Regions from separate parts of the Mus musculus genome. Here all the other regions are linked to region 2. Evidence: chromatin contacts called from public HiCAR-type, HiChIP or PLAC-seq and promoter capture Hi-C data. All regions are on one chromosome and are shown on one strand. The core of a region is the stretch at or near the end of the contact, and the rest is flanking DNA. Distances in the headings are between cores, read along the strand shown. Region 1 holds the start of Ipo4 (importin 4). Region 2 holds the start of Homez (homeodomain leucine zipper-encoding gene). Region 3 holds the start of Mdp1 (magnesium-dependent phosphatase 1). Region 4 holds the start of Abhd4 (abhydrolase domain containing 4). Region 5 holds the start of Pck2 (phosphoenolpyruvate carboxykinase 2 (mitochondrial)). Region 6 holds the start of Carmil3 (capping protein regulator and myosin 1 linker 3). Region 7 has its middle 20 kb from the start of Dad1.

Region 1 (2,700 bases), core at 138-2,637, 770 kb before region 2:
ACAACACAGTATCTGCCCCCTCCACTTCTTTCTTGCTCCCATTTTGTAGTAGTGGAGTGTGCTTAGGGCCTCGTGCATCCTTTGGCAAGCACTGTTCTCTGAGCCACATCCCAGCCCTTTTTTACCTTTCATTTTAAGACTGTCTTAAGTTTTCCAGGCTGGCCTTGAACTTGCTTTTTAACCTAGATTGACTTTGAATTTGGCAATCCTCCTGCCTCAGCCTCCCAAATAGTAGTATTATAGATGTATGCCTACTCTAGTTAAGATGGTTGCTTTCAGCCTGTCAGGGAAGATGTTCATGAACCGAGAGCAACTAATAAACTAAGCTAATAGGCAGAAGCCTCCTGGAGCTCTCTTGATCGCCACAGCGCTACCGGAAGATGTGGCTGAGTTTGGCTCCGCGTGCTGTGGCTATGAACAGAGCTTTAATGATGTGCATTGTCTTTTTCTCTTCACAGCGCCATCTCCGTGGAGCTGTACTACATCTTTGCCACAGTCTGGGGTCGAGAGCAGTACACTCTGTACGGCATCCTCTTCTTTGTCTTCGCCATCCTGCTGAGTGTGGGGGCCTGCATCTCCATTGCGCTCACCTACTTCCAGCTGTCTGGGGAAGACTACCGCTGGTGGTGGCGATCCGTGCTGAGCGTCGGCTCCACCGGCCTCTTCATCTTCCTCTACTCAGTTTTCTACTATGCCCGGCGCTCTAACATGTCAGGGGCAGTACAGACAGTAGAGTTCTTTGGCTACTCTTTACTGACTGGCTATGTCTTCTTCCTCATGCTGGGTACCATCTCCTTTTTTTCCTCTTTAAAGTTCATCCGTTATATCTATGTTAACCTCAAGATGGACTGAGTTCTAAGCCACAGAACTCTGGCTCTTTCCTGCTTTCATCATGCCCCATTGATTTCACTTGATAGCTTCTCTTCTGACCGAATTGTGTGATGGCATTGTCGCCTTCCTTCCCTCTTTAGAGAGGACCTGGAAATTAAAAATCTCTATTATATAAGGAATATATATATTTGAACTTTTTAAGTTGCCTTACGTTTTGGTCCTGATTTTTTTTTTCTTTTTACAATTATTAAAATAAAATTTATTAAGAAAAAGGATCCTGTCGTTGGAAGTTTTGGTCTAGTTATAGAAACCCGAGGCCTGTTGTCAATGCAGTTGTTTTGAAAACCCGAGTTCGCTATTGCCACACAAACTCTGGACTCTGGGAACTGTCGGCACAGGGAACCCACGGTGCCGAGGCTCTGTCAGCGGGTGCTCAGGCAGACGGAAGCCCAGACTGACGCCAGCCACCAGCTTTCCGCAGTTTTTGAAGGGAAGCAAGCTGAATCACCCAGGCGACAGGAGAGACGCAGAGTAACGCCCTTTCCGCCGGAAGTTGCTGTCGGAGTCTCCACGTGCCGATCCTCCCCCTCCCCACCCGGCCCTGTAGCAGCGGCGGCGTCGGCGGCGGCTCGGCAGCTGCCATGGAGCCTGCGGGTTTGGAACAGATCCTGAAGGAGCTGCTGCTGCCCGACACGGAGCGCATCCGCCGGGTATGGGCAGGCCTGACCGGGCTACGGGGATGGGGAGGCTGTGGGAAAGGCCCGGTCTTGACCTCCCAGCCTTCCATCAGGCTACGGAGCAGCTCCAGACCATCCTTCGGGACCCTGCTGCCTTGCCCGCACTCTTCGATCTGCTGGCAACAGCGACCGACTCTCAGGCGAGTCACCTGCCCCTCCTTGCCGAAATTCTGAAATTCCTCAATGTGTCCCTGGTCCCGCTCCAGCCTCCGCCCCCTGCGGTCCTAATCTGTTCATCATCTTCTTGGTGCCTGTGATTCTCATTTGGCTGGCAACCTCTTCTCACCCCAGATCCGCCAGTTTGCAGCGGTCCTGACCCGCAGAAGGCTGAACAATCGCTGGCGACGCCTGGCACCTGAGCAGAGGGAGAGGTGGGCTAGATTTAGGATGGGAGGGGCCGGGCCTAGTCTACTTTTTGACAGGCCGAGTACTAAGCCTTTGCCACCTGTCTTCCAGCCTCAAGTCCCTGGTCCTGACAGCACTGCAGAAAGAGACAGTGTAAGTGTGGAGCACCCACTCTCGGGGGTCCTAACTGATTGGGGCTGAGATACTGGACTTCTACCTTCTTTTTCAGCCCCAGACTAGGACTTAATTCAGGCCTAGAAGGTGGAACATGTGAAAACTAAAGTTTTTTGTGATTTATTTTTCATTTTTTAATTTTTTGGTTTTTCTGAGACAGGGTTTCTCTGTGTGGCCCTGGCAGTCCTGGAGCTTACTCTGTAGACCAGGCTGGCCTTGAACTCAGAAATCCGCCTGCCTCTGCCTCCCAAGTGCTGGGATTAAAGGTGTGTGCCACCACTGCCCAACTAAAACCCTAAAGTTTTTGAGAATGGCTGAAAATGATCAGCTAAACCCAGATAGGGAAAACAAGACTGAATTGAATTCAGCCTGTCCAGTGGTGCTGACCGAGCCAGATCACAATGCCCCCCTCCTTTCCTCACCCCCAGCTGTCGGTGGTCTTATGGGGTCTGCCTTAGGAAAGACCGTGCACATACCTGCATTCTCTTTCTGGCCACTCCTTGGGCCTGGGGCATTGTTTGCAAGGGAAGGGTGGTAAAAGGTGTTTCTATATGAATGGACCTCCTCTTTGTAGGCATTCTGTGAGTGTCAGCTTGGCCCAGCTCTCAGCCAC
Region 2 (3,060 bases), core at 152-2,651:
AGTTCCAGGACAGCCAAGGACCAAGGCTACAGAAAAGAACACTGTCTCAAACACACACACACACACACACCATTCACTAAGCTATACTTGGGTGGAGTCATCCTTTGGCCATCTTTGATAGCCATTTGAATTTTTTGTTAAGATTTATTTTTTAAACGTATGGGGGGGTGGGGGCAACAACATGGGACAGTGTCAGCGCACACGCTCACACAAGGTCTAGAAGAGGGCTTCAGACCGGATAGAGCTGGAGGTACAGCTGACTGTGATATAGGTGCTGGGAATCTATCTCAGGTCCTCTGTCAGAGTAGCATGTGCTCTTAACCCCTGAGCCATCTTTTCAGCCTCCATTTGAGTTCATGTGACAGTAGGTAAGGAAGAGTCGACGGTGAGGTCTGAGAATACAAGCAAAGACTGATACTGCCCTTTTCTTTCTTTTTTTTTTTTTAAAGATTTATTTATTTATTATATGTAAGTACACTGTAGCTGTCTTCAGACACACCAGAAGAGGGCATCAGATCTTGTTACAGATGGTTGTGAGCCACCATGTGGTTGCTGGGATTTGAACTCCGGACCTCTGGAAGAGCAGTCGGGTGCTCTTACCCACCAGCCCTCTTTTTTTTTTTTTGTTTTGAGACAGGGTTTCTCAGTAGACCAGGCTGGTCTCGAACTCAGAAATCCGCCTGCTTCTGCTTCTGAAGTGCTAGGATTAAAGGCATGTGCCACCACTGCTCGGCTGATATTGCCTTTCAGCCAGGGCTATACAGAGAAACCCTGTCTCGGGGGAAAAAAAAAAGTGACCCAAATAACCAAGATTGAGCTTCAAATGTCAACAACACAAGTCACTTCAGAAGTGCTGTTTCCAAGTACAATGGGAAATCCTAAATATTCTAAATTTGGTTGAGAACTTTGTACCCCCAAGTATGGAGAGTATGGTTTAGTGAACAGCACATCTTACTACACCCTAACAGCGAATCCCAGAGTATTTCGTCACTGAGAATACTTTCGCCACATTGACCTCAAAAGTGACCGAAGTCCTGGGTACTTAAGATGCTCGTCTTTCTGGGGGCTAAACATCTGATCCTTCTTGTGCGCATTCTCCGTGGTTTTAAGCGTTTCGTCACGGCTGCCGCTGCTGGTAGCGCTTGTGCTCCAGTTTGACTGGTGGTAGATGTTTTAAAAGGTCTTCCGAGGGCCTTCCTGCGGGACCGGGGGCCAGTTCAGTAAAGAACTTTGGAAGGACCACAGGATGCAGAGGTCCACTGCAGACGCCGAGTCCAGGAAGACATGTTCCCAGCCCCACGCGCCTACACTGACCGGTTCTCCGCAGCCAATCGCGGACCTCTGCTGGGACCCACGCAGCCAATGGCGGACCCAGTACGTTGTGCATCAGCCCGCCCACCAATCCGGACCTCGGCTCCGCCTCCGCCTCCGCGCCGCACTGGTAGGGGCGGAGCGCCTCGGTCCAGGGGTAGGGGGCAGCGGCGGTCCAGGGCTTTGCGTGGCGCCAGGAGCCGGGCGTGCCGCAGCCCCTCGCCCTCTTGGATCCTCTGTCCTCTTCCCCCTTCCCGCCCCGGCCCGCAGTGCGAGGCTGGGAGCCGCCGCCCGGGGCCGCGCCGTGGTGAGTGACCGACCCCCCCAGCCCCTGGGCCTGCCTCCCGGCCGGTGCGAAACCTCCGACCCTCAGAGCCCCATCCTCGTGGTGGGAGGAGAATCCTCCGTTGGAAGTCGTCGGGTTCTGTCCCTCTTTCCTCCCCTGGACTTTCGAATCTGTGTTGTTGTAACTGGGGGAGGCTAAGGAGTGTGTGTAGTGGGGGGATGGGAAAGGTTGGGTCGGGACGCCCTCTGTGAGGATGCAGGTTCACCTGCCTCCTGGAGCTGACCGCCCCATGTACTTGAAACTTTTTGTTCTCTGACCCAGTTCCGGGCCCTTCAGATGCCTCCCGGGCTTCCCCTGTCCCCATGACTACCTCCTGGCGACCTCAACAGGCATTTACAACTAGACCTCACTTATAGGGAGCAGTGCCATTTGGTAATGAAAGGTTAAAAGGAAAAAACCCACAACTGGCCCCCGACTCTTGTGCCCCACCAACCGGAAAACGAAAAGGCCTCACAGGTTCCTGGTGTTGCAACTCAGACTTGTCAGCTGGAAGAAAACTCAAGCTTGAGACTTGTCTGAAAATCAGTGTGGGCCAAGATCGATGCATATTATGAACTCTTAGTCATGTCTCAAATCCATTTATATTGTTAGGATAGGTAGACAGCAGTAGTTGCAAAAGCCAGAAATCAAAAAACTAAGATACATGAATTATCCTAAACCTTACAATTGAAAATAAATATTACCAGTCTTTAGTGTATTGTTTAACTCCTCTTTTTAGTATTAATTGCACACTGAGAACTTTTAAAACTATGAATGCCGGGGCCTAGCAAACACAGAAGTGGATGCTCACAGTCAGCTATTGGATGGGTCACAGGGTCCCCAATGGAGGAGCTAGAGAAAGTACCCAAGGAGCTAAAGGGATCTGCAACCCTATAGGTGGAACAACATCATGAACTAACCAGTATCCCGGAGCACTTGACTCTAGCTGCATATGTATCAAAAGATGGCCTAGTCTGCCATCACAGGAAAGAGAGGCCCATTGGACTTGCAAACTTTATATGCCCCAGTACAGGGGAATGCCAGGGCCAAAAAGTGGGGGTGGGTGGGTGGGAGAGTATGGGGGACTTTTGGGATAGCATTGGAAATGTAAATGAGGAAAATACCTAATTAAAAAAAAGAAAAAGAAATAATTAAAAAAACTATGAATGCCTATGTCCCAGTCCATTAATCAGAAGAGCATGGGACGGAGGTGGCCTTTTAAGTTTCTCAGGTAATTCTAGTATGCCACTCTAGGAGAGAGCTACTCACTTTGATTATGTTATTTCCAGTTAGGCTTTCTTTAAAGTGAAGTGAGATTGGACCTTTGGAAGCTATCTGAGTTGGAACATACGTCACTCTTCCACAGTCGCCTTGCCCTCTCCTAACTGGGCAGGGTTTTAATACATATTCTTGAATTAGTTCTC
Region 3 (2,769 bases), core at 22-2,521, 800 kb before region 2:
TATATAGCTCTAGCTGTCCTGGAACTTAGTATGTATACCACGCTGGCCTTAAACTCAGAGATCTGTCTGCCTCTGCCTCCTGAGCATTGGAATTAAAGGAGAAGGCCACCACACCCTTGAATTTTTAATCCTCTCTCCTTTGCCTACCTAGTAGGTGGGATTACAGGCATGACCCACCTGGCTTGGCTTTTCAACTGAAAAACATTTTATTCCATTATCCCAAATGATTCTGGATGGGTTGTGTCCCCTGCACACTGAGCCCAGGGGAATTATTTCTTCAAAGTTCTAAATACCAGTTTAGCCCGCTTTTGCACTCCACCTGTGAAGCAAGCTCAGGTAGTGTTTGGTCCTCGTCCCGTAGAAGGATCACTAGACTAGGAAAGCCTACTCCAATGTGGGCTTCGGTCAGTTCTAAGCTCACAAGTGCCAAGTGTTGTCACACTTCCTGACTCCATGTTAAATGACTCCCTTGGTAATTTGAAATCGGACATGGTAGCTAGCTGTGGTGGTTCACGAATGTAATTCCAGCACTTGGGAGGCTAAAGCATGAGAATCAAGAATTCCAGAGCAGCCTAAGTTGCATACCTAGTGAATTAAAGGTTACCCTTGCCTTCATAGTGAGATCCTACCTTGAGAAAGGAAGAAGGGGGGCGGGGAGAGGGGGCGCGGGCGTCTGCAGCAAGAATAGTTTCAGAAATTGGCAAGCACTACAAATCCATTTGTACAAACTCACATCTGTTAAAATACTGTTGCTGAGGACGGTAGAAACCAAAAGAAATCCTTTCCCAGGGCAGCCCTCCTAGCCCTTCACAGTGGCTTGAAGAAAGTCTCAAAAACCTTACGGACCCACCCCTTTATAAGACTAGATTTTCATTCATTGCCCATGCTGATCTCAACCCCCTGCCTAGGCCTCCTGTGTAGCTGTGGTTAAATCACTTTGGGGTGCAGACACTACATTCTTTCTGCTTATACTGTTGCTGAAGACTAGTTTTTTATACTGTCAAGATTCTGACATGAAGACAAGATGAGTGCAGAGTAATAAACTCATGAGATGAGGTCTCAATTTCAAGACAGAAGTGCACAAAGAAAGCTGTGGCTTCTCTAGTGAGAAGTGAGTTGGGTGGTGTAAGGAATACTTTGTGGCCCGCGCCTTGGAGGGAGGTGTGGTCGCCGGTTGCAGCTATTCTCCCCGCAGAGCCTCCGAAGGCGCTCTTGCGCTGTCGGAGGAGGCCGAGCGACGCTCTAGTCACCCGGGCTTTGCCGGTTCTCTGTGGCTCGCCCGCCGCCTACTTGGCCGCCATAGAATTGGGACACACTCAGCGCCAAGTTTGGATTTGCGGGTGGATCATGACGCGGCTGCCAAAGCTTGCGGTTTTTGATCTGGGTAAGGAACGGCAGGGGGATTTTATAAGGCGCTTCCCTTTTCCGCTCCCCGCGGTAGCTAAGTGTCTGCACTCCTCCAGCTTGAACCTTCTTCCTCCTTCCTCTTGCAGATTACACGCTCTGGCCTTTCTGGGTAGATACACACGTAGACCCCCCATTCCACAAGAGCAGGTGAGACTATAAGAGGTATGGGACCAGAAAAGACATTGCGGGAACTGAGCGTTCTGTCATATTCTCCAGCGATGGAACTGTACGAGACAGGCGGGGCCAGAACATCCAATTGTACCCGGAGGTGCCCGAGGTCTTGGGAAGACTGCAGAGCCTTGGCGTGCCTGTCGCCGCTGCTTCTCGGTGAGATAAGTAACTGTGCTGCAGACTCAAGTAGATGCATAAAGAAATTGCACTTAACTCCCTGAGTACCGAAAACTAGGAAGTGCAAATGTAAAAATATTTTCGTTGCTTTTCTTTCTTTCTTTTTTTTTCTTTTCTGTTTGTTCGTTTGTTTTTGTTGCTGTTGTTTTCGAGACAAGGTTTCTCTGTGTAGCCCAGGCTGTCCTGGAACTTGATCTGTAGACCAGGCTTGCCTCCAACTCACAGAGATCCACATGCCTCTGCCTCCCAACTACTAGGGTTAAAGACATGCGCTATCCACTGCCCGGCCTTCGTTGCTTTTCTATCATTAGCTTTCTGTACTTCTAAATTACTAAAGATTAGTTCAGCGCTAGCTATGTCGGAATCTCTGGAACTGAATAACAGGGCAAAGTTGTCCCTTTATCCCCTTATACCTAACTTTGCCTGCATCTCTGGCACTCCCCTAATGCATGTATTTAATGCCTTTTTTTTTTTTTTTTTTTTTTTAAGGACAAGTGAGATACAAGGGGCCAACCAACTCCTGGAGCTCTTTGACCTTGGCAAATACTTTATTCAGCGGGAAATCTACCCAGGCAGCAAAGTCACACACTTTGAGAGGTAGGCAGACAGCTGGTGTGGGAGCAAGTGGACTACAAAAGAAGTCAGCTTGACAAGTGGTTACCCCTGCCTTGTTCTTCACAGGTTGCACCACAAGACCGGAGTTCCTTTCTCTCAGATGGTCTTCTTTGATGATGAGAATCGGAATATCATAGACGTTGGCAGACTTGGTACTGAGTCACTGCTGGGGGGTGAGGGGGGGGGAGTTCTTAAAAGAAGATAAAGTAAGTGTAGGGTGGGTAGTATACGGCAGAGCCTTGAAAGTGTGGTAAAATGTGACTGCTCTTTGTTCCAGGCGTTACCTGCATTCACATCCGGGATGGGATGAGTCTTCAAACGTTAACTCAAGGATTAGAGACATTTGCAAAGGCCCAAGCTGGACTCTGAGGTCCAATCCTGTGGATAAGCCTCATCTGC
Region 4 (3,025 bases), core at 427-2,926, 600 kb after region 2:
CCAGTGACTCAGCCACTGAAGAGCAGAGGTGCCAAGCACTGGCTCTGGAGTATACAGAACTCCTGGGTCTGAACTATAGACCCACAAGTGAGGAACGGAAGGGGTTGAGGTCCAGACATACAGTGAACCTTGACAGGTGCCTGCCACAAATGTAGTTCTTGTTCTACCTTTCCTGTCTTGCATGCTTTCTCTCTTTTTGTGAACTCTGCCTAGGTGAAGGTAAGAGGATGGTTGCAGCAAGGGCTTGTGGGTTTGAGCAGGAGAAGATGATGGCATCCTTGGCGGAACCATCCCAGCTACTCATAGCATACACAATGGGCACCCTGAGTATCATGGGAACTCGCTGGATGAAGCACCAATACCTAGACCACAGATCTTGGCCAGTCTCAAAAGAGAGACTTCCTCTTTGCATTGTAGGCTATAACAAGTCAGACCATGACACCTGAACGAACCCCACACATCTCTAACTCTGGACAGCAGAGCTCAAGAGAAATGCTTCCCTATGAGACAGCAACACTGGCAGCAGTCCACACAGGCCTGGAAGGGGTGGGGGTTGGGGGACAGGGAGCTATGGGCACAGCTTGGCCTTTCTTCTGTACAAACAATCCAGAAAGAGAAAAGGCAACAGTGCCTGTCACACTGTGTGTCAGTGCTATTAGGGAGGTGAGAGCTGAGGTGGGAGAGTGAGGCAAGCAGCCTCTTAACATTGAGCAAGTCTCTGAATTTCTATGGGCATCCGCATCTGTTGCTTTATTTGTAAAACGGAGCTGAATGACCTGAGTCTTCTTTGGCTCTAGTGCCGTTTCCCGCAAGTCACTGTAGGCACCATAAATTTCCTCTTAGAAAGCAATACTCTTCTTGGGCAGTTCTTTTAGGTCCCTTACACGATTGTTTACTATTGATACAAAGTTATTTCGTTGTTCTGCAGATCCAAAAGGACAAATATTAGGTCAAGGGAAGGCCCTGTTCCTGTGAAACCCTTGGAGCTGAGTCATTCTCCTCTAAGCAACTTTTTCCCGATCCTGTTAGACCACCATCACACAGGTGGCATCTCAAACTTGATGGCCTTGGGCGAGCAGTAACCACATCCCAATCTAACAAACCTACTTCTGAAACCACGGCAGTAAGCATGTGTTTATGATTAAGAACACTATCAACTAGGATTGCAAGCAGAACGTAAAGGCGGCCAAGGGCTAAAGGAATTTGCAAGCCAGTTCCACACTAATTCCATCGCAGTGGAGACTTCTCCTACCCATGCCTTGTCCTTCAAGGGCTTTTCACACCCACGACTTTAGTTCCGGGCAAGTCTCCACAAGCACCACGTCCGCATCGGGAAGAGCTAGCTTATTCCTCGTGCTTTACCACTAATCTAACTGGGCTACCAGAGGGGCGATCGCGAAGACTAGTGGAAAGTCAGAGTCCCCAGGCTGAACGCAAGCTTAACCCTCAACACTCTCCCAGCTCCGCAGCCTTCTCATCTCTCAGCGCTCCCGGGGCTCCTGAGCGCAACCCATCCCTCCCTGGAAGCCAACCTGAAAGGAAAGGCGGGGAGTCTGAAGCTGTCCGCAACTACAGACAGTCCCCGGATCCTGGCCCGGACAGATAGAGACAGAAAGAGAAACGGACAGGAGTAACTCACTGCTGCTCCAGATCATCAGCCATAGTAAACAAGCCCTGCCGGGTCGAGCTGAGCCAGCCCATCCCTCCGCTCGACGCCAGAACCAGCTGACCCAGGGAAGTATCGGATAACAAAGGGGGCGGGGCCGGAGGCGGGGCCTGGGTCGCTAGCGGGGTTCTAGCGGGCAAAGTTGGCAGACCAACCGACTCAGCACATGGACAGCAATCAGTTGGGTGCTTCCTTCTGTTTGCTCCCTCTGGCCTGCGTCCAGGCTGAACACTACGGTCCCACAAAAGTAGGCTCCTTAATCCGGATCACATCCCTTTGGGGGACAGTGAGGGAGACAGGAAGACAGGTAGTTTAAAACTCAAAGTTCCTCACTGGAATGCCACCAGCCCCGCCTCCACACCTCCTTCAATTAAAGAGTGAAGGAACTGCTTTGCCTCTTGCTCACGTTCTCAAGCTTCCCTCTGTATCTCAGGTCACAGACGCTTCATCTGCCTTGGTAGTCCTATGGAAATGGTTTAGATGTCCGTGGAGTCATAAGGGTGCTTCCTATAAAAGGGCCTCGGATATTGTAACCCAAGATTTCCCGGTTCCAGAAATACAAAAAGCATGCTGCCTAGTTAAATTTTAGACAGCAAAGTTTAAAGCTAAGTAGGCTCCCTGTAGTATTTGGGGCATCCTGTATTCACAGCTCTAAGATGAGGGGTGACACCTGTCAGCATAAGCATTTCTCTGTTCTGGGGATGTCTTGCCTCAACCTACTTTCCAAGGAAAAAGTAGCAGTATCCTGCTTCCTTCCATTCGGTGGACCTCCCAGAGGAGGGCCAGTTAAAGGCCTAACGCATAAGGCTGGGCGTGATTAGGTATGTGGATATAAGATTAAGGATGTGGGATGTGAAGTGACTTAACCCAGAAGTTTTGAGCACATTTCAGGCTGGCTCGGCAGAGAGGCGGGACACATCTTGAAGCTGGCTTCAGAATTCACTTGAAATGGCAAAGGGGGTGTGGCATCCCTGGAGCCGCTCCCTTTCTGATTATCCACTGCAGTAGTTTAATCATACTTAAGGGGAAAGAATCTACTGAGGACTCTCTCTCTCTCTCTCTCTCTCTCTCTTACACACACACACACACACACACACACACACACACACACACGTCAAGGTGTATGTGTCCTGGGTTGGCCTCACATTGGATGTGTATCTGAGGATGATCTGTGCTTCCGAGTCTCCTGTTTCTATCTCTGGAGTGCTGGGATTATAGGGTATTCTGCCAGGCTTGTTGATTCAGGATTGTGGATCGAACCCAGGGCTTTCTGCTTGCTAGCTAGGCACTTTAGCAGTGGAGCTATGTTCCTAGTCCTACAGTATTTTTCTTTGGTCTTCTTGAAAGACCGAAGAGAAC
Region 5 (2,812 bases), core at 311-2,810, 680 kb before region 2:
AGAAGGGCAGGGTAGTCTCTGTATTGTTTGTCCTGCTACCCTCCTGGAAGATAGTAGGGTCTGCTGTGATTGGTCTGGACAAAAGAAGGTAAAGAGATGTAGTTACCCTTCTCACATGCCAGGCCTCACCTGCCAGAAACCCATAGTAGGCCTCGATGGTGTGGGCCTGTGCATTCCCTGGCTCTCCTTAGAAGCCTTAGGGGTTGATGGTAGGGTCAGAACCTGAGAACACAGGCTACATTGCCTGGGAAGGGAGAAGAGAAAGCTCTTGGATGTGGGAGTTTGGGCCTGGGTGGGGTGTTTTCCAGAAGACAAAAAAGGCAGCATACTTTGTGTGGCCCCAGGGGGTGGGGGCACAGCAAGGTAGGTCTCTTTGTGTGTTTTTCTGCACATGACAGTTTCCCTGAGAAATTAATTTTAAATGCATGATCCTGAAAGCTTTGATCCCCAGGTATTGGCTCCAGTTGTCTTATGGGAAGCACAGCTTCTCCCAGCCCCACCCCAATTCTCCTGCACGCCCCTGAGAGGGACCTTCTCTCTATCCTTCATAGACCACTCTCACATGGATTAACCAAGTAAACTGCGAAGAAGAGATAAGGAGTCAGTTTAGACTCTTTTACATCCTAGACCATGGAGAGAGGGGTATACGGAGAAGAGGCCCGGTTGTATGGGGGGTGGGGCAGGGGGAGCCAGCCAGGACAAGCCTGGGGTCCAGGACCTACTGGGGGAAGCCGGCCAAGTTAAAAAGGCAGTCTGCCCTCCTCCCATCTTGCTTGCTTCCTTCCTTCTCTCCCTCCCTGTCTCCCTCCCCCCCTAGTCCCCAGAGGCTTCACTGGGCTTCGTGCCAGGTTCCGTTCTGTTCTCAGGGAGGCTGCAAGTGATGTTTACCTTCTACCGTCTTTAGGGAGCTTTGAGCTCGGGTCCCCGGGGCCTCAAACCCTATGGCCTCAAGGCCTTAATGGTTACTCACACACTGAAAGCTGGACTAGGAGCCCTTGGTCTGAAAGAATTACATCTGCTAAGTAGAGCATTTGCAGAGATAGGGCTCAGGAAGGCAAAGGAGAAGGGGGAGGAGGTTGCGAGTGGCAGCTAGAACAGCACACAAGCCGCAGGGAGGGACAGAAGAGCACAGAGGCTGGCTAGGAAACCTGGCATGGCTGGGGATGGGAATGCGGAGGGGGGGGGGGATGCACCACCGTGAGACCCACACTGATTAATAGCCACCCTGCCAGTCTCTTCCTAGGATGGGAAACAAGCGGAGGAAGCCCGGAAGGTGGAGCGCGGAGTGGGCCCCGGGCTATGGGTCACTCACCGCAGGCCGGGGAGGTACATAGCAGCCATGGCACCTGGACTGGCGCTGCGGGATGGCCACAGGAACGAGCGCAGTCGGGGAGACAAGGAAGGCGGGGAAGGAAGGAGCATAGCAAAGCCAGAGGGAGTTGAGGTTGGGCGGGAGGCGCTTAAAAAGGAGGCGGGCAGTCCCCGGGGCGGAACCTAGCTGGTTCTCTCGCCCTTCTGTAGGCCGGCTCACTAGCCCGGGCTCAAGGCCCCGGGCTGGGTGAAGCCTCCGCCCCACAGTCATCACATCCTCAAGCCATTGGAGGCCGGAGTTCAATTTGGGATCCGCCCACTCGGCCAGCCACGCTGTAAGATACTGATGTAACTTTGAAGGCTGTTGCTCCTTAGAGAAAGCAACCAAGAGATGTCGAATGCAAAACAAGTTAAGAGTGAGGGATGAGACCAGGGCTGGGGAGCCCAGGATAACAAGATGCCTAAACCCTCAAGGTCTAGGTTTGCTTTTCCAGAGCACTCCTAGCCTCAGGCTTTTCTTTTCCAGGGTCCCAGATGCTAACTAAGCTCTCCTTAGTCCTCAAATAATAACAAAACCAAACTATTGTCCGTGCCCAGCTTCTTATCAAGGGAGTTTCCTCTAGCACCATGGAATTGGTGGGGTGTTTCAGGCTTACAGACATATCCTTGGTCCTCTAATGCCCTCCCCCACCTAATCCCAAAGAGAGTCCTTGTGTAATTTCTCAACATTTCATTCCAACTTGAGACCATTGGGTATTCAAATGCTGTACCAACCCAAACTCAACGCATCCATGATGCTCAGAATCCTCTTTCTGGTTGCAGCACTGTGACTTTCTTTGGAGAACCATCAGATCATGTGGGTCTGACCTTGCTTCTCTTAGGGCCAGTTTGTGTGGCCCACACCCTGGCCACAGCAATCAGGATGTTCAGAGACGGGGGCATGGGATCCCTGTCTGAGACCTTTTCTAACCTTTGGACATGAGCTCCTTTTTTTGCTGGATTGCTGAGTCTGTAGAGTCTAAGTTGGGTTCTGTTGGGTGTCAGCTTGATAATGCAAAGCACCAACCTGCCTGAGGCAGAGGCAGAGCAGTGAGACAAAGATCAATAGATGTCCCCTAACCACCCCAGTGGTCTTTATTAAGACTGTCTGAGGGCTTCTTTAAAAACCCCTTCTTCTTTTGGGGGTTAGGATGGAAACTGTGAGCAGAGATGCTCAGTGCTGTGGAGCCTGAGTTATGGCAGGGTCTCCCTAAACAGCCAAGGGCTCTCTTCCTCTCCTACTCTTGCTGGGGTAGGTGGTCCAGAGTTTCTTATTCTTTGGAGGCCATGTGGACCTTAGAGGACTGTGTGGACCTAAATGGTCCACTGCTCTGTTGCTGTAGCCAAATTATCTGTCATACCTGGATATGAGCTTGATAAAGTGGTTATTGAGAGCAATGCTAGTACCACTATCAAAGGTAGAATGGATGTTGCTGTTAAAGTCTCAAGAGGCAACTGGTCC
Region 6 (3,093 bases), core at 144-2,643, 630 kb before region 2:
CAGGATAGGAATGTTCCTTGACTGTACCCTAGGTGCTCTGGGGTATGAGAATCTGTTTTTTATTATGGCTGCATGCCTGTCTTCTGATGATGGCAGGGAACCGAGTATGGCATTTGTGGGGATAGGAAAGTGTGAATGAGTGCTGGCTTGCATATGAAAGGGGACCGGTGCCAGACAGTTCTTGTGAGGAGGGTGGGGTGAGAGAAGGGTTTAATGTTCCAGTGAGCCCATATCCGTTTTCTGACAGACCCATCCAAGTATTATGTGTGTGTGGTGTGTGTGTGTGTGTGTGTGTGTGTGTGTGTGTGTGTGTGTGTGGTGTGGTGTGGTGTGCATAGATGTGTGCAGTTTCTGTAAGGTGTGTGTACAAACATCTCGTGACTGTGCATGTGTAGGTGTCAGAGATCTCCAGAGTGCAATAGAGCTCTGAGTATCCTTGAGCGTCCTGCTTTCTGCATGGGCTAGCCTGTGCTCCTACCTTTGAGGATCAGGGTTGTGGCAGGGCTGGAGGGTCTGGGGGGGGGTGTAATTAGAGGAAAAACATCTGGGAATCACTGGTCCAGAGAGCTCTTGAGATGTGTGTGGATGGTGGGTGAGGAGAAGGGGGCAGGCTGGGACGGGGGCTGTTGGAAATGAGCCGCAGAAACCTAGCTTTTGGTTTTAGCTTCAGTCGGGGCCTCTGCCTGGACTCCCCTCCTATGCCCCACTGGCCTAGGCGCTAGGGGCCTCTCTAGGGCCAGTTCCGGGGCGGGGCCGGGAGGAGGGAGGGTGTTGAGATAAGCAGCAGTCAGGACCAGGGGCAGCTCCCAACGCCTGGCCCCGCCCGGCGAGGGTGGGAGAAAGCTGGGACTCTCCGGAGGGAAGACTGGATGCTTTGCAGAGGGGTGGGTCAAGAACGCTGAGAATCAGCCCCCAAGAGCGCCAGGGAACTGCTCCTGTCACCAAAGAGCGGGACGGGCGGCTCCGGGACAGGAAGGTTCTGATAGGGTGAGGCGAGTGGGGCAGAGAAGGATGCTCCACGGAAAGCAAAGCTGGGTCTAGAGATTCAGAGGAAGGGACTGCCTAAGAGCGAGGGATGCGTGAGGGGGCGGGAGGCGCCGGGCTGGGGTGTACCGCAGGAAAGCACTGGGTCTCGATGCTCGCGGACCCGGTGTCCGGAGATGAAGGCAACCTCGTACCTTGCAGCTCGCGGGTGAGCTCCACGCTGGCCTTGGCCATGGCGGCCGCCGCTGCTGCTGCCGCCGCCGCCGCTGCTGCTGCAGAGGAGCCGCCGCCGCCGCCGCCTCCCGAGAGGCGCCGCACATGCTAGTCCCGGCTCCGGCAGGGCCCGGCGCTGAGCGCTGCAGTAGCGGCGGAGCCCGCTCCCGTCAGGGGCGGCTGCGCGAGCGCTCCTCCCCCCCGGCTACTGAGCTCTGGGTCTCCCGCCCCTCCCGGAGAGTTGGCCAATGGAGCATGCGCGCTGAGCTTCCGAGCCGCGTGAGACCCCGCGCGCGCTCGCGACGACCCCTCCCGCGGACTACCTCGTGAGAAGCCCGGAGCGCGGCGCCTGGTGTCCGAGCTATCTCAGGGGCGGGGTGCAGCGTTTCTACTGGCGTGCCACCCACGCCTCGGCCACCCGAAGCAGAATTCTTCAATTTCTTTGTTTATGTGCTTCGGTACCCCTCCCCGGGTCATTCTTGTATGGCCCCGCCCTCCCACTCCTTCCAGCTCAGGAACGGTCCAGCTCGTCCTTGCTGACCCTGGAGGGAACTCTGAATCAAGGACGATGCTGCAAAAAGACCTGTCCGAACGTGCGGGAGGGAGTTAGTTCTTCTTCTTCTTCTTCTTTTTTTTTTTTTTTTTTTTTTTTTTTTTGCTCGCTAGTCTAGTCTCGGGGATCCCCGTGGCGTCCTTGGCACCGTCCCTGGGGGTGTGAGGCTAAGAGTAGCACCTGGGAGTTCCCGAGCTACCTCCCCCAACAGCTGGCAAGCAGCTCCGTGGCAGGCAGACGTAACCACCCTTGAGCGGCAAGCTCAGGCCTTGGAGATAGGGAGGAGGGCTAGGGAGAATTCAGAGATCCAGCACTGCTTAGACTTCTCAGATACACTAAGCACCTCACATTGAGAAATAAACACGCACTGATTCAGAGCAACGCGATCATCTTCATTTTATTTGTACCTTATACGTAAATTGTTAATTTCTATCTCTGTTCAGGTCTGTCCCTTCTATCTCTCCTCAAAGTGTCCAGAGGCGAGGATGAGAGGGATTTGATCTTCACTAAAGTAGCCACAGTCTTCTCAGCAAGCCCTTTTCCCACTACCTATCCCCCAGCTTCCCGCCCCCTCCCCAAAGCCGTTTTCAAGGCCATAGCAACAGCAAGGATGCTCATCTGACCACACTTCGACCACAGGGAAAGCAGGAACTTATCACTGGGCAGAACTGATTTTGTGAGGTGAACAAGATGTTAGGTGGTGGCAACGAAGGGCGACAGAGGCAAGGTGGACTGAGCCCGCCCCACACACCTGCCCTGGTAGGCTGTTTCTGGGTCCTCAGAGGCGAGAAGGGGTTCCTCCCCCCACTACTACGGTCTCTCCATTGATGTAACTGGCGTCTTCAGAGCATAAGAAGGAAACTATGCCAGCACAATCCTCTGGCTTGCCTAGCCTGGGAAACAGGAGACAAGGAGAAAGCAATTGTCAAATAGGTTAGCTAGCCTCTCTCATCTGGTTCACAGGACATGAAATTTGCTTAAGAATTATCAGGTGGGAGCTGGTGAGAAGGCTCAGCAGTTAGGAGCATTGGCCAGCTGCTTTCCAAAGGACCCAGGTTTAAGTTTCAGGACACACACACACACACACACACACACACACACACACACACACACACACACACACACACACGGCAGTTCACAACGGTCCAAAACTCCAATTCCAGGGGTGTGTGATGCCTTCTTCTGCCCTACAGGGACAGGAGCACCAGGATCATGTGTGGCACACAGACACGCATGTAGGCAAAACACCCATATGTATTTTAAAAATTGAAAAAAAAATTAGGTGATTTTTCTCAGAACCAGTGTACAACCTTTTTTTTTTTTGCCTATTAAATAGGGTGATT
Region 7 (3,085 bases), core at 370-2,869, 630 kb after region 2:
AGGCAGGTGTGTCTGTGTATTGCATTCTGTGTGACTCTGTGTGTACGAGAGGTTGTCTGTGCTGCCTGTGGCATGTGACTGGCGTGTGTGCGCGTGCACGGGTGTTGATTTCTCTCACATTGTTTCCCAAAGCTCCCTCACAAGCCTTGGTCTCACGTCACAGTTGTCTTCAGAGGGTCCAGTTCTCCTGAAGTAGGTCAGGAAATGAAGCTCAGATTTGTGCTTAAGACCATAGGTCTTCACAGGAGATCACTTTAAAGACAAAGCCGGAGTAGAGTAGCGTCTGCTGGCTGAAGTCTAGGCATCCTGTATCCAGTGAGCTCTGTGTCTCTCAGGAGCAGTAAGTTTGCCATATATGGGGAACAGCCCTGTCGTGTTCCCCTGAAGCTGATTACCAAATGACCCGTGCTCCAGAAGCCCTCCCATAGGACTGCACGCTGCCATAGGCTGAGGAACTCACGCTTCTGTTGCCCGGGTCACACTGGATCAAATCAGTCTCGGGTGTAGCTGACTACCCCTATCCTGGATGATTGAGGCTTGCCATTCAGTGGGTAGTCGGCCATTAGTGGTACTGGCCACTGTTGGAGCTGTTGGAAAAGGAGACTCCCAGGCCTTACCCCCAAGCGACAGAAGCAAAGCTTTGCATTTTAACACGGTGCCAGGTGGTGGTGTGCACCCGGAAGTCTGAGATGCCCGCATTTCCAGCTCTGGGTGTATCCTGCAACTACCCGGAAGCTTAACAGAGCTTGAGCCTCTCCATTCTTTATTAGCTCTTTGCTTAGCTAGACATACTCCAGAGTGAGTTAACAAGCCTTTTAGGAATGGTTGGGTTCAATATAATGACAAAACCTGGCAGGGGTCCTGTGGGCCAAGGCCTAGCACTGAGGAGAAGTTCACTAGGATGGCTGAGCGATCAGTGTGCTCGACACTCGTGCAGACATCCTGCAGCTTTCCCCGGAGAAGTGGATGAGGTTTACTTTGGATTCAATAAGCAGATATTTCAGATATGAAAAGCAATCGGACTTTAAGAGCAAAGGAAGACGTCACAACAGTACGCGTGAAGATTTACATTTCTCGCAGTGGCTTAGAGCCACCTGGGCCGGGTACTAGTTTCCAGGCGCAGATCTGCTTTTGTCTCGGGGTTGTGATTTTCCCCTTGGACTAGCCTTGGCGGCAGGCGTAGCTTGTTGTGAGTTTGTACCGTTTACAACAGTACAAACTACTTTCAGGGGTCTTGAGTTCAAATTTGAAAATGCACCATAGGCTTGCTGTAGACTTTAGTTAGCTTGCTCTGTGGCTCTCAGTTCCATACGCACAGAGAGGCTAACCGTGGGTTATTCCTCAACTAGGGAAGGGCCTTCCACAAGGCTCCCCGGGCGGAGGGGTTGGTTTTGCTGACTCAGGTACTGTATGGGCTGAGGGATGGATGTCCTGCTGTTTCCTGCAGCTTCCAGCTCACACCTCCTCTGTGTGTGTGTGTGGGGGGGGGGGTTATTTTTATTTCCTGTGTTCAATCTGTGGGGCTGCAAGCCATTTACCACAACTACTGTACATTGTTCCTTGCTCGGCAGTGGTGGGAAACAGCCCTTTGCACCCTCTGCCTACACACTTCCTGTCACCACGGCATGCAAATGTTCCTCCTGCTTCCTCTCCCGGCAGCCTGCACCTCTGCTCTTTGATCACGTCTGTGATCTTGGCCCACAAAGCGCTCTTGTTATGATTGTTGGAACATACTTGGGGGAAGTGACAGAGATTTGTTCCCTTCTTTGGGAAAGTCAGCAAGCCAGCCAGCATCAGCTAGTTTCCAGCACCTGGAAGCTACTAGCTCAGTTGTAGTTCTGGTGGGTTGTGGACTGGAAGTCTAGGCTAGTGTTTGGGTGCCTCATGACTTAAGATTTATCTTAGGGTTTTCATTGCTGTGATAAAACGCCATGGGGTGGGGTGGGGGGTGGAAGCCCCATGGGAGGAAAGGGTTTGTTTCAGTTTACAGCTGAAATCCATCAGTCGGGGAATCGGGGAAGTCGGGGCAGGAATGCAAGGCAGGAGCTGATGCTCAAACCAGGGGTGAAAGCTGCCTGCTGCCTTACAATACCTTGCTCAGCCTGCTTTCTTATAGCAGGGCCAGCTTGCTCAGGGTGGCACCACCTACAATGGGTTGGGCTTTCCCTCATCAGTTACTAAGAAAATGCCCCCACAGGCTTGCCCATCAATCTGAGGGGGACTTTTTTCAATTGACATCCCTTTTCCCAAATGATTCCAGACTGTCAAACTGACATGAGAACTAGCCAGTATAAGACGATAGCTAATTAAAAAAAAAAAAAATTTTTTTTTCCCCTGGGTATGTGTGGTCCTTTACCTTGAATAAGAACTTTAGTGAGAAAGAAAAAAATGAGAATTTCTGTCAGACTAGACAGAAATATTTTACTTACTTAATTTTGAATTTATAAGTCTGAGCACACATTTTTTTTTTTCCTAATGTGGGCAGCCCGGTATTGTGGAATGTGCTTTGCATGATGTAAAGTGTTGAATTGAGACTGTGTTCCGCTACATATTGTCTTTTGAACCTTAGAGGACCCTCTGTCTGTACAATTCTGTAAATAATTAATTAGGCGCCTGGGCTGTGCCCAGTAGGCATGGGCTATAAAGATAAGAAGCAGCCTCGCTGTCTAGGGGGTGAGTAAACCCACTTATGCCCTGTGTGTCTCGCACAGTATCAAGTGCCTGTTCCCGTCTGCTGTTGAAGTTCTATGATCCCGTGAGGTTCTCTAATCTCACAGGGATGTAGTCTCCTTTCTCCAAGTGGGGAGGTGGAGCGTTGGGTTGCCAGTGTTAGGATGTGAATCTTCTTTCTGACTCAAAGCATTTATTTGCTTTGGATGAGCTAATGACTAATGAGTCTGGGAGCGGTGATGCTTCACGCATCAGCTACAGATTCACTGGCCCTCATGGAAGGCAGCAGAACTGGCATCTCTCACATGATGCTTCCTCCCTCAGCACCATATCCAGCCGGACGGGGTCTTGCCACGGACCTCGCTGGCCAGTGGGAGGAGAGAGGTCTCACTAGGGACCCATTCTTGCTGCTCTC

The links. Promoter capture Hi-C pulls out the DNA fragments that hold promoters and counts their contacts. HiCAR-type assays count read pairs that join an accessible place to other places. HiChIP or PLAC-seq counts read pairs in DNA pulled down with a chosen protein or histone mark. Capture Hi-C pulls out chosen DNA fragments and counts their contacts.
Region 1: a contact with region 2 is called in a HiCAR-type map of astrocytes, with 2.8 times the contacts expected there. The contact joins the promoter of Ipo4 here to the promoter of Homez in region 2.
Region 3: a contact with region 2 is called in a promoter capture Hi-C map of adipose tissue. The contact joins the promoter of Mdp1 here to the promoter of Homez in region 2. A contact is called at or near these places in 1 of 39 promoter capture datasets (liver), 1 of 115 datasets of contacts at active chromatin or transcription factors (astrocytes) and 1 of 9 other capture datasets (adipose tissue).
Region 4: a contact with region 2 is called in a promoter capture Hi-C map of liver. The contact joins the promoter of Abhd4 here to the promoter of Homez in region 2. A contact is called at or near these places in 2 of 39 promoter capture datasets (the HPC-7 cell line and pre-B cells), 1 of 115 datasets of contacts at active chromatin or transcription factors (pancreatic cancer cells) and 1 of 9 other capture datasets (liver).
Region 5: an H3K4me3 HiChIP or PLAC-seq map of embryonic stem cells shows a contact between it and region 2, with 7 read pairs. The contact joins the promoter of Pck2 here to the promoter of Homez in region 2. A contact is called at or near these places in 3 of 39 promoter capture datasets (embryonic stem cells, liver and pre-B cells) and 1 of 115 datasets of contacts at active chromatin or transcription factors (embryonic stem cells).
Region 6: a contact with region 2 is called in an H3K4me3 HiChIP or PLAC-seq map of embryonic stem cells, with 4 times the contacts expected there. The contact joins the promoter of Carmil3 here to the promoter of Homez in region 2. A contact is called at or near these places in 2 of 39 promoter capture datasets (liver and pre-B cells), 1 of 484 Hi-C or Micro-C datasets (embryonic stem cells) and 3 of 115 datasets of contacts at active chromatin or transcription factors (bone marrow-derived macrophages, embryonic midbrain and embryonic stem cells).
Region 7: a promoter capture Hi-C map of pre-B cells shows a contact between it and region 2, with 2.5 times the contacts expected there. The contact joins the enhancer-like site here to the promoter of Homez in region 2. A contact is called at or near these places in 4 of 39 promoter capture datasets (erythroid cells, liver, neutrophils and 1 more), 1 of 15 datasets of contacts at CTCF or cohesin (embryonic stem cells), 4 of 484 Hi-C or Micro-C datasets (CD4 T cells, LSK cells and embryonic stem cells), 2 of 115 datasets of contacts at active chromatin or transcription factors (double positive thymocytes and pancreatic cancer cells) and 3 of 9 other capture datasets (adipose tissue, embryonic stem cells and liver).

What each region holds. Positions count from the first base shown.
Region 1 is chr14:55,634,371-55,637,070 of GRCm38.p6, reverse strand. Ipo4 (importin 4) reads left to right here and starts at 1,387. Exons shown (of 30, transcript NM_024267.7): 1 at 1,387-1,541; 2 at 1,622-1,708; 3 at 1,860-1,939; 4 at 2,025-2,066; 5 at 2,662-2,700. The coding sequence starts at 1,473. Tm9sf1 (transmembrane 9 superfamily member 1) reads left to right here. Exons shown (of 5, transcript NM_001360063.1): 5 at 459-1,106. The coding sequence ends at 852.
Region 2 is chr14:54,862,499-54,865,558 of GRCm38.p6, reverse strand. Homez (homeodomain leucine zipper-encoding gene) reads left to right here and starts at 1,401. Exons shown (of 2, transcript NM_001177705.1): 1 at 1,401-1,618.
Region 3 is chr14:55,658,953-55,661,721 of GRCm38.p6, reverse strand. It overlaps Mdp1 (magnesium-dependent phosphatase 1), which reads left to right and starts at 1,271. Exons shown (of 6, transcript NM_023397.5): 1 at 1,271-1,384; 2 at 1,494-1,554; 3 at 1,624-1,734; 4 at 2,245-2,352; 5 at 2,437-2,522; 6 at 2,648-2,769. The coding sequence starts at 1,348. The coding sequence ends at 2,739.
Region 4 is chr14:54,257,934-54,260,958 of GRCm38.p6, reverse strand. It overlaps Abhd4 (abhydrolase domain containing 4), which reads right to left and starts at 1,676. Exons shown (of 7, transcript NM_134076.3): 1 at 1,640-1,676. The coding sequence starts at 1,662.
Region 5 is chr14:55,539,014-55,541,825 of GRCm38.p6, reverse strand. Pck2 (phosphoenolpyruvate carboxykinase 2 (mitochondrial)) reads right to left here and starts at 1,560. Exons shown (of 10, transcript NM_028994.3): 1 at 1,313-1,560. The coding sequence starts at 1,341.
Region 6 is chr14:55,489,369-55,492,461 of GRCm38.p6, reverse strand. It overlaps Carmil3 (capping protein regulator and myosin 1 linker 3), which reads right to left and starts at 1,393. Exons shown (of 40, transcript NM_001374104.1): 1 at 1,179-1,393. The coding sequence starts at 1,218. Dhrs4 (dehydrogenase/reductase (SDR family) member 4) reads right to left here. Exons shown (of 8, transcript NM_001037938.2): 8 at 2,122-2,643. The coding sequence ends at 2,529.
Region 7 is chr14:54,232,000-54,235,084 of GRCm38.p6, reverse strand. No RefSeq gene overlaps it. Among named protein-coding and RNA genes, the nearest start is that of Dad1, 20 kb to the left of the region's middle. Within about 2 kb of position 1,619, at least 138 of the 459 cell types and tissues checked have an H3K27ac peak or open chromatin away from gene starts, as enhancers often do. A contact at or near this core is called in adipose tissue, double positive thymocytes, embryonic stem cells and 2 more, where this site is marked.